2 separate regions of the Mus musculus genome follow, and region 2 is linked to region 1. Evidence: chromatin contacts called from public promoter capture Hi-C data. All regions are on one chromosome and are shown on one strand. The core of a region is the stretch at or near the end of the contact, and the rest is flanking DNA. Distances in the headings are between cores, read along the strand shown. Region 1 holds the start of Wdr31 (WD repeat domain 31). Region 2 holds the start of E130308A19Rik (RIKEN cDNA E130308A19 gene).

Region 1 (6,056 bases), core at 2,389-4,888:
TACAGGCAGCAGTGAGCAGGAATCGGAAAGGTCTCTGGTGTCCTCAGTCATTCTGAGCATGAGAAGCAGCCCTGAGATCCTGAGGCCACAGGGTCTGAGAACAACTGTCCTAGAGACGACAACGTGTTAGTACTGGATGCTGTATCAGCATAAGAAGAGTATTTTCCCCAGGTTTACTTATATTTTTCCTCATCAGCTCACAATGCTAGAACTAAAAAGAAAGAGTAAATGTGCATTCAAAGATGCTGAGGACTGCATGGTGGCAGAGTGCTTGCCTGGCAGGCACGAAGCTTGCCTAGCATGATCACACATGGGTTTAATCCCCACTGCTGCAAAATAAGAAATAAAAGAAAAAGCAAACAAACAAACAAAGGAAAAAAACACCACCACCACCACCACCAAAACCAAGGCTATCCACCTTCTCTCTTCTCTCAGGAAGCACCTCCTGAGCACGTGACATTCCTGCTGGTACGTCAAAGAATAAGAGAGGTGGCCAGCACCAACATTAGCAGGATCAGACCAGGAGCCAATCTCAGCTACCTCAGGCCCCGTGTCCTTCAAACTAGCTGAAGAGCCGAAGGAAGTAAAAGCGGCAGTGAGAGGGGCCAGTCTCCTTCCCTCCGGGTTTGGGCTTAAAGAAGTTCTGAAAGCTTCATGTTTCACAGACAGCCAGCTGAGCTCCAGGAACTGCTGTCCACAGAGAGAAGAGCAACTAAACGCCGCCAGGTACATATTCTTATTCATCCCCTCCACTAAAAACAGAGTTTCCCAGAGACTTCCCTCCCACTGTCTGAGGAAGTACATGGGCGGGTATCCTGGAAAGAAGAACAGCTCACAGACACAATGCAGAGCTGAGAGTGGAGGGTGTAGCCTAGAGTTCTGGAATCTGCCTCAGCTCACTCAGGGCTTACTGTGTCCTGGAGTGGCCCACTCCTGCCTCAGCCTCCCTACCTAAAGCAGCAGCACAATACTAAATGACTTTTACGTGACCAGAACATTATGTGTTCCATAATGACTTTTTAAAATCAGATTTATTTATTTTATGTATGAGTGCTCTATCTGCATGTACACCTTTGTGCCAGAAGAGGGCATCAGATCTCATTACAGATGGTTGTGAGCCACCATGTGGTTGCTGGAGATTGAACACAGGACCTCTAGAAGAGCAGTCAGTGCTCTTAACCAATGAGCCATCACTCTAGCCCCAAGATCTTTTTTTTTTTAACCCCAAATGGCTTACACAGTATGACAAAAGTATTTGTTGCAAACTCCTGAACCTGCAGTCTCTTCTAATTCAAACATTCTAGGATGTTCTGTGATAGGCCATGTGATGGACTAAAAGGAAAAGTTCTAGGACGGCATCCAGAAACTCTAAGATATGTACTGTTTATAGATATGCAGAGCTGCCCATCTGCCAGCTTCACCTGTGTTTAACACTGTCATCAAACTGCAAACAGGTATTGCCCGAGATCTAGGTCACTGGAAACCACGGGGGCTGTAAATGTATTCAAAACCAACTGGATTCTTAGTGGGTATCTTCGCTGGGGAGTGGAAGGAAGGGTAACTTGGCATTACTTACCCCCAAAGCAACCAGATCTTCTTGGTGAGCTGCTGTATTTGATGATCTGTAGTTCATTCAGCCTTCGGAAACAAGTCAGACAGCCACTTCCTAATCTCTGTAATTAACGAAAGGACGCTTAAGTTAATCTCCCCTCTGTCTAAGCATATGTTTGCACCAGAGAGATTTACAAGTGTAAATAGGAGCCTCGTTTAATTGAAAAAAATTATTACTGTAGTTTTCCTCGTTAAGAAATAGCACACAAATTTCCAAGATTATATGAACGTCAATTTTCTATTAATAGAGCAGAGTATATCATGATGTTAACTACACATCTATTTCTCTGCTGCATGAGAGATGGCATCCTAAATTAAAGAGCAAGATTAGCCAGAAGCTCTTTACAGGGTACAACATAACACTCTGTGGTTTTTGACTGTTTGTCTTTTGGGGACAAAATCTTTTTCTGTATAGCCCAAGCTGGCCTCCAACTCAAAATCCTCCTGCCTCACAGGCTCATGTGACCAGACCTCAAAATAATGGTCTTTTTAAACTACCTAACAAGACCATCCAAAAAATATCTCTGAAGGCTCATCACCCTGCTTCAACCCACAAAGGCTGGAAGCACTTGGAAAGGTGCTGAAAGGTCATGATGGCTCTGGATGCCCTGTGGGTTTCTGGGGGAAGCAGATCTACATCTGAACCCCTGATCTGTCTCTGTCCAAATCTGCTTTCCAAAGGCCTACATTAGATAGAGCTCAGAAAATCCTCTTTCGGTTATGTAGTACACAATTCCTTTATAGCCTTTGATACAACTGTGATCCATAGAGCTAACTTGCTGTCATGGGGGCAGAACTGAGTGAAATGAATCTTATTTCAGTAGACTTTTCTCATCCTGTCTGTAGACACACACACACACAAAGATTCAAAACAACAACAACAACAACAAAAAACCTCTCATATGATCCTAGTGACTTGAGATGTCTTATACAAACATTTGCAGTCTGACACAGTATTAACCCAAATATTGAAGAAATGACGCTGTAAAATGTACTACTTAGCAAGGTAGTGAGATGCCCCTTGCCTCTTCACCTACCATGAATCACACAAGACTGAGCAAGTTCCCCGTGACTTGTTATCGAAAAGAACTCTTCCCACTCGGGTTTATTCTAAGAATGTGCCTACTAGGCCTGACTTTTCTTGTGATATATTCTTTTTAATAAATCTCTGTGTATGTGTTCTGGCCTAGCAAGTATGATCACTGAGACTTTTAACATGGCGCTAGTTGTGTACATGATTATTATTATTTTTTTTTTTTTTTTTTGAGACAGGGTTTTACTGTGTAGCCCTGGCTGTCATGGAACGAACTCACTCTGTAGACCAAGCAGGCTGTCCAAGAACTCAGAGATCTGCCTGCTTCTACCGCCTCAATGCTGGGACTAAAGGCATGCACTGCCACTTCCCAACTGGTATAAATGATTTTTTTTTTAAATCCACGCTCTCTTCCCAAATCTTTCACATGGATGTCTATCTAACCTATACTCTCTGTGACTAAGACATCTACACCAGTGTTCAAAGATTAACAAACGACTCGCAGAAGCTTATAGGAGGTGGACTGGTTTGACTCTAATGATAATGTAAAGGAAAAGATTCAGACAGTAAGAGGATTTACAAGACACCCGGTCTCACTGAGGGTCGGCGCTAGATCAGAACTCCCAACGTTGAGGACCATCAGCGTGCAGTTCTTTGTTGTCTTGTTTGTTTTCTTTCTGGCCCTTCAGATTATAAATGCTCCTACTCCTGTCCATTATCTGAACTGCTAAAGCTTACTTTCATGTGCACGTGCCAGGGGAGGATTACGCCAAGATGGAAGCAGGTGAAACCAGGTCCTACACATACCCTCCCAGACCTCCTCCTCACTTCGGGTGGGTGGCTGGCTACCGCTGGGGAGAGCGCGAAGATGCCCCCCGATGCTCCCTCTCTCCCACCTCGGGCTCCATACCCACCGGTGGGCTAGCACCGAGGCCCGAAAGCACGGGTAGCAGGCATCCTTAGCTTCCACAGGTTCCCGCGCCTCCGCCCCTAGCAACCAGGCGCGCGTCGCTAGGGCGGGAGTTCCACCTAAACGCTCCGGGCGTCCACGGCAGCCCCGGAACCCAGGTTCCACGTGCCGGAAGTCCCTCAGGGGCCGAGCCGAGAGAGCGTATTTTCCTTTTCTAATTTGATGGTATGTGAATATTCTATGCAGGGGAGGTTTGTGCTTAACCACGCTACATGAACATGAAGCACCTGTATCCTCCAAGAAAAGCGGTGATATCTGTCGTAGCCACAGCGAGTAAGCGATTAATAAGTGTCACTTTGTAATTATTATTCGCCCAGAAAATTTATTTTAAATGTCCCTGAATATAGACAGAGATTTTCTCCATTGAACATTTCCCAAACATCTTAATCCATTCCTCTCATTTGGCATGTGTGTGTTTATTTTTACTAATTTTTCTAAATAGATAAAGTAATGAGTTTCAAATATATGGAAGGTTTTGATTGTGCCGTTCGCCTTTGTGTGGGGACCATGTTAATTTGTTTTCTGTGTCAATCCACTTTTTAAAAAACGGTTTGAAAATAACTTATTTTATAAGTGTGAGTGCTTTATCTGCATATACATATATATATATATATATATATATATATATATATATATATATATATATAATTTGTGTGCCTACTGAGTTCTAATCCTACAGAACGTGAGTTACCGATGGTTGTGAGCTCGATGGTTGTGAGCTGCCCTGTGGGTTTTGGGAACTGAACCTGTGTCTTCTGCAGGTGCTATAAGTGCTCTTAACCGCTGAGCCATCTCTCCAGTTCCTATATTGTTCCAATTTTAACACATGTGCTGCCAAACTGAATACTTTTCACTTTGTTTTTCATCAAACTGGGATGAGCCAGCACCACAAACAAAAAGACTGTCAGTACCTTCTTCAGATTCAAATGGGAAGGTACTAACAAAAGACTAACATCTCGAGAGATGACTTAGCGGTTAAGAGATCCTGAGTTCAATTCCCAGCAACCTCATGACAGCTCATAACCATGTGGGATCTGATGCTCTCTTCTGGAACACAGGTGTGCATGTTCTAGCTCTACAGGTAGAGCACTCATATTCACAAAATAAATAAATCTTTTAAAAAATAGTTGTTAGGTAAATTTTGGAGTCAGTGTATAACCCATTGCTATGGCAAAATACTAGCAGTAGAATAGACTTCTACTGATTTCTACAAAATACTGTATTTCTACAAAATACTGGCAGTAGAATAGACTTCTACTGATTTGGGTCAAGTACAAACTAAGGTGTTAGAGTCTACTCCCAAAGCACTCTGTTCTGGGATACAACCACTTTGAGAAATGCTTCTGGCATCTGATCCTTCCAAACTGGTATCTGTAGTCACACTTGTCCCGGAGCCTCATCTGTCTTCCGCCTACTTCTTGCTCTTCTCCATCTGACTATCTAAAAGACACCTCTTCCTTGACATGACTCACAGACATCATCTTCTGCCTAAACCTGTTCTTTTCTTTCTCTAAACACTGGGCATTACCACCCATTAATCACTCAAGCCACAAACCTAGGAGTCATTTGTAACTGCCTCTCAGGAGCAATCCTCTGTTGCAGGATATTTGATCACACTGTGAACTGGGAGACTGGATTGTTTCTGGGGAAAAAAAAATCTGTTTCTAGTTGTGGTGTGGCTCACCATTAGCACAATTCTTTAGACCCTATGCCCAGAATACAGACACACCCTTAGTACACACCTTTAATCCCAAACAATAAAGCTAGAGTTAGTTTGTAGAAGGAAACTCTTTATGTTTAAAAGTGATGTTTGAGTGACAGACAAAGTGACAAATCAGAAAAAGATTTGACAAAACAGGATATGCCCAACTCTCAGAAGAAGAGAGAGGAAAGAGAAGCTACTTAAGAGAGAACAGTACACAGAGAGAGCCAGAAAAAAAGGAGGCAGTTTTACTGGAAGAATTTTACAAAGAAAGGTTAAAGAGAGAACGAGTCAGACACAGATAAAAACAGAGCGAGGCAGAGAATGAGAAGGAGCTAGTAGATTAGAACAGATTGTCAAAGTTAGTATAAAGCCAAGCAGAGCAATTTAGGAGAGGCCAAGAGGGAGAAGCCAGATTGAATCAGTCAGCTTGCAGAGGAGTTTGAGCCAGAACAGCTGAGTTGAAGCAGCCCAGCCAGAGTTCAGAAAGAACTAAAAGGGTGAGCTTATTCAGCGGTAAGTTTCAGAGGCTGAAAACATTCTAGGCCTAGATTAGGTTGTACAAAGGCAGTAAACCTCAGAAACAACAATTACATCAGGTGAATAAAAGTTATTTTAACTATCCTGCTCCCAAGGTTTCCAATTCTGCTTTCTAAATATCCTCATTTCTCTCTAGCCACTGTTTTGGTTCAGGCCAACACTATCCGGGGTATAATAAGTTAAAAATAACCATAAACTCA
Region 2 (6,056 bases), core at 1,494-3,993, 2.8 Mb before region 1:
GCTCAAGACAATCTGGTTCATCAACAGCCTCAGTTGAGGCACTGAGGTGTTTAACCAGGACCACCTTTCTATTTAATAACTCTTTCCAGTAGTGTCTTATTTAGAGTTACTACTGCTGTGATGAAACACCAAAAGCAAGATGGGGAGTAAGGCACTTAAATTTGGCTTATATTTCCACATCACAGTTTATTATTAAAGGAAGTCAGGACAGGAACTCACACAGGGCAGGAATCCGGAGGCAGGAGCTGATGCAGATGTCATGGAGGAGTGATACTTTCTGGCTTGCTCCCCGTGGCTTGTTCAGCCTGCTTTCCTCCAGAACCTGGGACCACCAGAGCAGGGATGGTACCACCATAGTAGGCAGGACCTTCCCACATCAATCACTAATTAAGAACATTTCTTACAAGCTTGCCTACAGCCAGGTCTTATGGAAGCATTATCTCAATTGAGGCTACCTCCTCTTAGACAACCCCAGCTTGTGTGAAGTTGACATAAAACTATCCAGCACCATGAGACAGCTAAAGATATCTGTTTTACAATGTTTTCAGTAGCAGTTTCTTTTCATTGCTTGGTTTCTTGTTGCTTGTTTTGCAGATAAGGAATCTACAAGTTCGACAAACTGGTATATAGAATGACCATTTTTAATAGCAAATACATACAGTTAATTGTGGCAAAAGTAGAATATAAAATTTAGTTTCTTAATCACTTTTAGTATATAGTTATGTTAAATATATTAAATCTTTTTATTTTTTAATGTTTTTTTTGAAACAGGGTTTCTCTGTGTAGCCCTGGGTATCCTGGAACTCAGTAGCTAGCCTCTGCCTCTCAAGTGCCCGGGTTAAAAGTGTGTCACCACTGCCTAATTATATTTACAATCTGTCACATTCTCATTTCTCACCTAGGAATGATTGAGATTTCTTATCACAGGAGGGGTAAGACCAAGATGTGGATAGTACCTAAGGCTAATCAGGTTATTTCTAAGTCTGACTTTCTACCATTAGACATGGTTTGGAAAGGGCTCAGTGCTGTGAGGAGAAAAGGGAGCCTGGAAGCAGTGGATGACTCTGAGCTCCAATAACAAACTATGTTCTCAAGATTTCTTAGTTTCTCTAAGCCTCAGTTTCTGAAAACTAAAACTACAACCATCTTATGAACTGCAATATCACTTCTCAGTAGGTACCTGAAAATGTGAGGCTGGAGAGATGGCTCAGTAGTTGCTCTTCCAGAGGACCTGGGTTTGATTCCCAACACCCGGGAGGGAGCTCACACCCATCTGGAATTACAGTTCCAGGACATTTGACACCCTCTACTGGCCTGGGAAGGCACCGAGGGCATCTCTGGCACAGAGATATCCATGCAAGCAGAACAACCCCCACACACATAAAAAAAATTACATTTTGTATCAAATTTTCTATAGAATAGTAATGTTAGTAGCACCAGTTTTGTAGCGTTCCTAGGACTAACTGAATTAACAACTTACTAAGTGCTTGGCACAGACATATCTGGGAGGTGCTATGAAAGGGGTTTTTAAACACACAGCCTTGTCTCAGTGGTGCCATGCTGTGTAGGTAGCTTTTAGTGCCTTGTGTATCAGAGCACCTCTGAGAGTTTTAGCTGTTACAACGGCCCCACTCCTGGGGTGGGATGAATGTGTAGATGCCAAAGTACAGCTCTGAGCTCAGTGAGTCTACTCTTGAGCCAAATACAAATGATGGCCAGCAACATGGATTCAGATTACCCTGGAAGACATGCTCCACTGTGGAAGTAGTTACATTAGCTTTTATTATTATTATTATTATTATTTACAGAAAAAAGGAAGTCATAAAATCAAGGCAATTACCAAATGGCAAGGCCTGCAGGTTGGTGGATTACAGCAAAGTGGGCCAAATTTACAAGTTTCAGGTACTGATGAGATTTGTAGCTTTTGAATCAGTGGAAGCTAGAGGTCAGCTGACAATACATTTCTTCCTTCTTTTTACTATTACTACTACTATTATTATTAGTGGTCGTTTTGCCAGCATGTACGTCTGCACCGCTCTGTCGTACCGCGGGGACTGAACTCCAGACTGTTGTGAGATACTGCCGGGAATCAACTTGGTGTTCTGGAAGAGCAGCCAGTGCTCTTAACCACTTTTTTAGCCACTGCTAAAAAAGACATATTAAAGAGTTTCCTAAGGTCATGAGGGTATTAAGTTTGATGGGTAGGCAATAAATAAATTATTAAGGCGTGTAGAATCTTTAACACCTTGCACTATTCTTTATTTTTTTCCCTGGGAACTCCAGTTTATTAGATGTGTGTGTGGATGCGATGCGGTGGGACATTAGGACACTATGGAGTAAGTACACTGCGGGTCCCAGGCCACCCGGCACAACTCTGTCTGAGGTGTCACACACCTCTAACGCGATCAAGCTCTGCTTACTTCAAGTGTTTAGGCTGAAGTGCGCGGAGGCCAGGACAGCGGACACGCGTGGAAAGTGGCACAGACCGTGCGTGGGTTCTGTACCTGTCGGAGCGACGGGGGCCGAGCTCGGCCGGCTCCGGGCTGCTCGCGTCGCTGACAGGAGCTTGGCCCGCGCCCCCTCAGGGCAGCGAGCGCCGCGGGTCGAGCGCCTTCCGCGGGCGTCGCTACACACTTCCTGTAGGTCCCGCCGCCTGAGGAGCGCTTCCGGTGCCGGCTGAAGCTGGGGTCCGAGCCCCCGCCCCGCCCCTCTCCGGCCCCGCCCCGCGCGGCCCCGCCCCCGCGCTCCAAGCCGGGCGCGCGGAGCCCGGGGCGCACGGAGCGGCGCGCGCCGGTGGCCGAGCCAGGCTGGCGCCTGCGCCCCCCCCTCTCATCGCACCACCGCCGTCACCCGCCGCGCAGCCCGTGGGGCGCCCTTCCCGGTTCACCGACTCCGGCCCCGGGGCCTCCGGCTGTGGTGCTGCCGCCCTCCGTCCCGCCGTCCCTCCCCGTCCAGCTCGGGCCGCCGGGCTCCCGCAGGCCCCACCGCCCGCGTTCCTATGGACAGACGCACAGACACCTGCAGGTGGGTGAGAGCCCGCGCGGGGCTGGGGAGCACGCGGGCGCGGGGCCTCTTTGTGTGTGGGCGGCCGCGCCGTGACCCTCAGAACCTTCCTTTTGTCTGCTCCGGGCCAGCGAGGCGGGAGGGCGCTAGGGGCGGAGGGGTCTGCGGGCGCAGAGCGGGGCGCGCACCGGTTCGCGGCCGGCGGCGTCTTGGCGGGGACTGTCGGTGCGCCGGCGTCCCCCGAGCTGGGCAGGAGGGCGGGACGGAGGAGGAACGGTCTGCCTAGCTAGTTGCAGAGTCTGAGACACCTCGGGGCTCTGCCGGACTAGCTTGGTTGTCCGGAGGTACCGGGAGGTGCGTGTGGGGCGTGTAAAGGAACGTGCGGCGCTTTGCTCCCTTATTTATTGTTTCTAACGGAGGAGGGCTTTCTCCCAAAAGCTCCCCCCAATCTGAGGCTGCGCACAGTGATTTGGGTTTGTTATCAAATAGATCAAGAAACCTAGTGTCCTGGAGAGAGGAGGTTGAGCTGACCAGCAACAAACACATCAGATGAAACAAACAAACAAACAAACAGACAAACAAAAAATGTTTGTGGTTTTCTTACGGCTGACTTTAATTTAAAATGTTAAAGGTCAGGCAGTGACTTAAATGGAGAAAATCGAACATGGCTGATTTTTTTTTTTTTTAATATTTTTAAAGAAATTGTTTTGAAGTTGTGGAGTAAAGTTTTTTCTTGTGGTCCTTAGGATTATCACCGATAGAGTAGTCTACCTACTAAACAGTTAATTGGAGTGTCATGTAGTGACAGCTTTTATGGTAGGGCTTGCATTAGAGAGTAAAACAATGATAGTCTTTCCATGCAGGCTAAAACCTTTGTTTTCCGTTTTAAGATAGGAGATTTTTTTTTTTTTCATAGCATATGAAGAGAACGTGATGTTAGAAGTGATTTTTCCCAGCGGTATTTCCTTATTTTACATGATACATTTATTCCTTACATGCGTACAAACCAAGGGTAGGGTTGTTGTACGTTAGATATAGTGTTTTGAAAGGTGGAAGGTAGTAGCTCTGTTTTTTCTTATTTGATTAGCTGGCTTACTTCGTGAACAGTTGCTATGTGTTCATAAATGATCAAATAATAAATGAAGTACATTAAGCATTCATAAAATTCATTTCACAGACTCACGTTTCTATGTAGGTATTGGGTTATGCACTATGTTAATCTGTTTGTTCCTCACTTTTAGAAACTTTATTTTTGTCTACTGTGAGAATTCATATTGACATACATAAGTCTGACTGTTACCGGGAAATGGTTTTTGTTTTTAATAGTTTTGAGGAGCACTAAACAGCCATTTGGAGAAAATGGAAGATTCCTTTAAAAAGAAAATCTAAATTTGAAGGGAAAAATACTATGGTATGAAAGCTCCTTAAATTTCTATTAAGTTGTTAAAATTTTAAGAAAAAATACAATTCAATGTACTTTTATTCAAGTACCCTATTTTTTTCATAAAAGAATTTAATATGCTTAAAATAGTGACTTTTTTGTGAGAGGAAAATTTACCCTAGATTCTTGCCCCAGTTACATTAGATTAATGATATTGTATACCGAATTTTTATAAGTTATCAGACTATATACATTTATACACACTTGATATCTAGAATATCTAGAAGCAGTTTCCTCTACCATAGTTGATCAGGTTTTGTTGTGACTTCCGGTCTAGATTGGGTAAATGGATTTAAACTATACAAAGGGACAGAGCTTAGTGTGTAGCTCTGGTCCACTCTGGCCTAAACCTTTCCAGCCTCTCTTATAGAAAGCTTAAAGAGGAGTCGTGAATTGGGTTTGTTGTTATCAGGAACAGAGAGTTCTAGAACAGCGTCAGAGTTGCAGCTCTTTGGCACTGGTTGAAATACTAAAGAAGACAGGCTAGCAAGCTGAATTGCTTGTTTATGTATTTATTAGACCGTCAGTGGCAGCGATAAGACTAACAAAGCTTCTCTGTGAAGTGGGGGAGAAGTTAACAGTGCCAGGGTGTGCTGGCACCTTGTGCCTGTATCTGTGCTGCCTGAGAGATAATACCTTGCCTTTTCATTTCTTTTTGACTGGTGTGTCAATACTAATTTTTTTCTGTATTACTAATAATGGTGTAATCAGAAGCATTCCAGAGTAGCTATATATGTGTGTGTGTGTGTGTGTGTATATATATATATATATATATATATAGTCAGTTGGTGTCTGAAGGCATATAAATTAATTTTTGTCCTGATTTTTTTTAACCTTACAACAAGTAAATGCTCCTTGCAGAAAATTTGTGTCAACTAGCCTTTAAAATGAAGTTGCCATTTAGCTGGTTTTTTTTTTTTGTTGTTGTTGTTGTTGTTTTCCTAAGCAACACTAAGCTGTCCTCAGTTAAATCTGGGAGACTTAAAAGTCTACAGGCTTTTTCAGTACTTTTATGCTTGGTACTAGTGTAATAAAATAGAAAACTGTGAGGTAACAGATTTGCTCTTTAGAGACCTGTGAATTTTCATCTTGTCTTTTTCCTATGACTTGTTCTTTCCTATGATGACTTTTGGTCGTGACTGTGTCCATGTCCTGCCTGTATTGTCCCCAGCCCCCCCCCATACCGTCCCCCCCCCACTCCATCCTTCCCCCCACGCACCCCCTTCTCTGTGGCCTGGTGAGAGGTGTGATAGGAGCTGCTCATTGTAGGTCTTGTCATTCTGCACTGAGAGCACAAGCCCGTGCTGCTTGCTGACATGCAGAATTCATTCTTGGATTAATGTCCTGGTACCAGATGTATGAGGCTGGCTCTGAAGAAGCTTTCCCTCCTAAATACTGTCAAATAAAGAAGCTGAAGATTGGAGAGAAGCCATTTATTTGGAACAGTTTATTTTATGACAGTTTGTGTTTATAAAGAAACCTGCTCATAATATTTACTTGAGGGTTCTACATAGTACTGGAAGAAGCCCCACAGGTTTCTCTCCCACCCCACCCCCTGCCCCGTCCCCTCCTGATTTAAGTTTCCACAGAGCTTAGTTGCTCTGTGATACTT

Evidence for each region. Promoter capture Hi-C pulls out the DNA fragments that hold promoters and counts their contacts.
Region 2: a contact with region 1 is called in a promoter capture Hi-C map of liver, with 4 times the contacts expected there. The contact joins the promoter of E130308A19Rik here to the promoter of Wdr31 in region 1. A contact is called at or near these places in 4 of 39 promoter capture datasets (cranial neural crest, embryonic stem cells, hippocampal neurons and 1 more).

The regions. Positions count from the first base shown.
Region 1 is chr4:62,467,261-62,473,316 of GRCm38.p6, forward strand. It overlaps Wdr31 (WD repeat domain 31), which reads right to left and starts at 3,639. Exons shown (of 11, transcript NM_023597.3): 1 at 3,559-3,639; 2 at 1,577-1,673.
Region 2 is chr4:59,623,468-59,629,523 of GRCm38.p6, forward strand. It overlaps E130308A19Rik (RIKEN cDNA E130308A19 gene), which reads left to right and starts at 2,744. Exons shown (of 4, transcript NM_001015681.2): 1 at 2,744-3,024.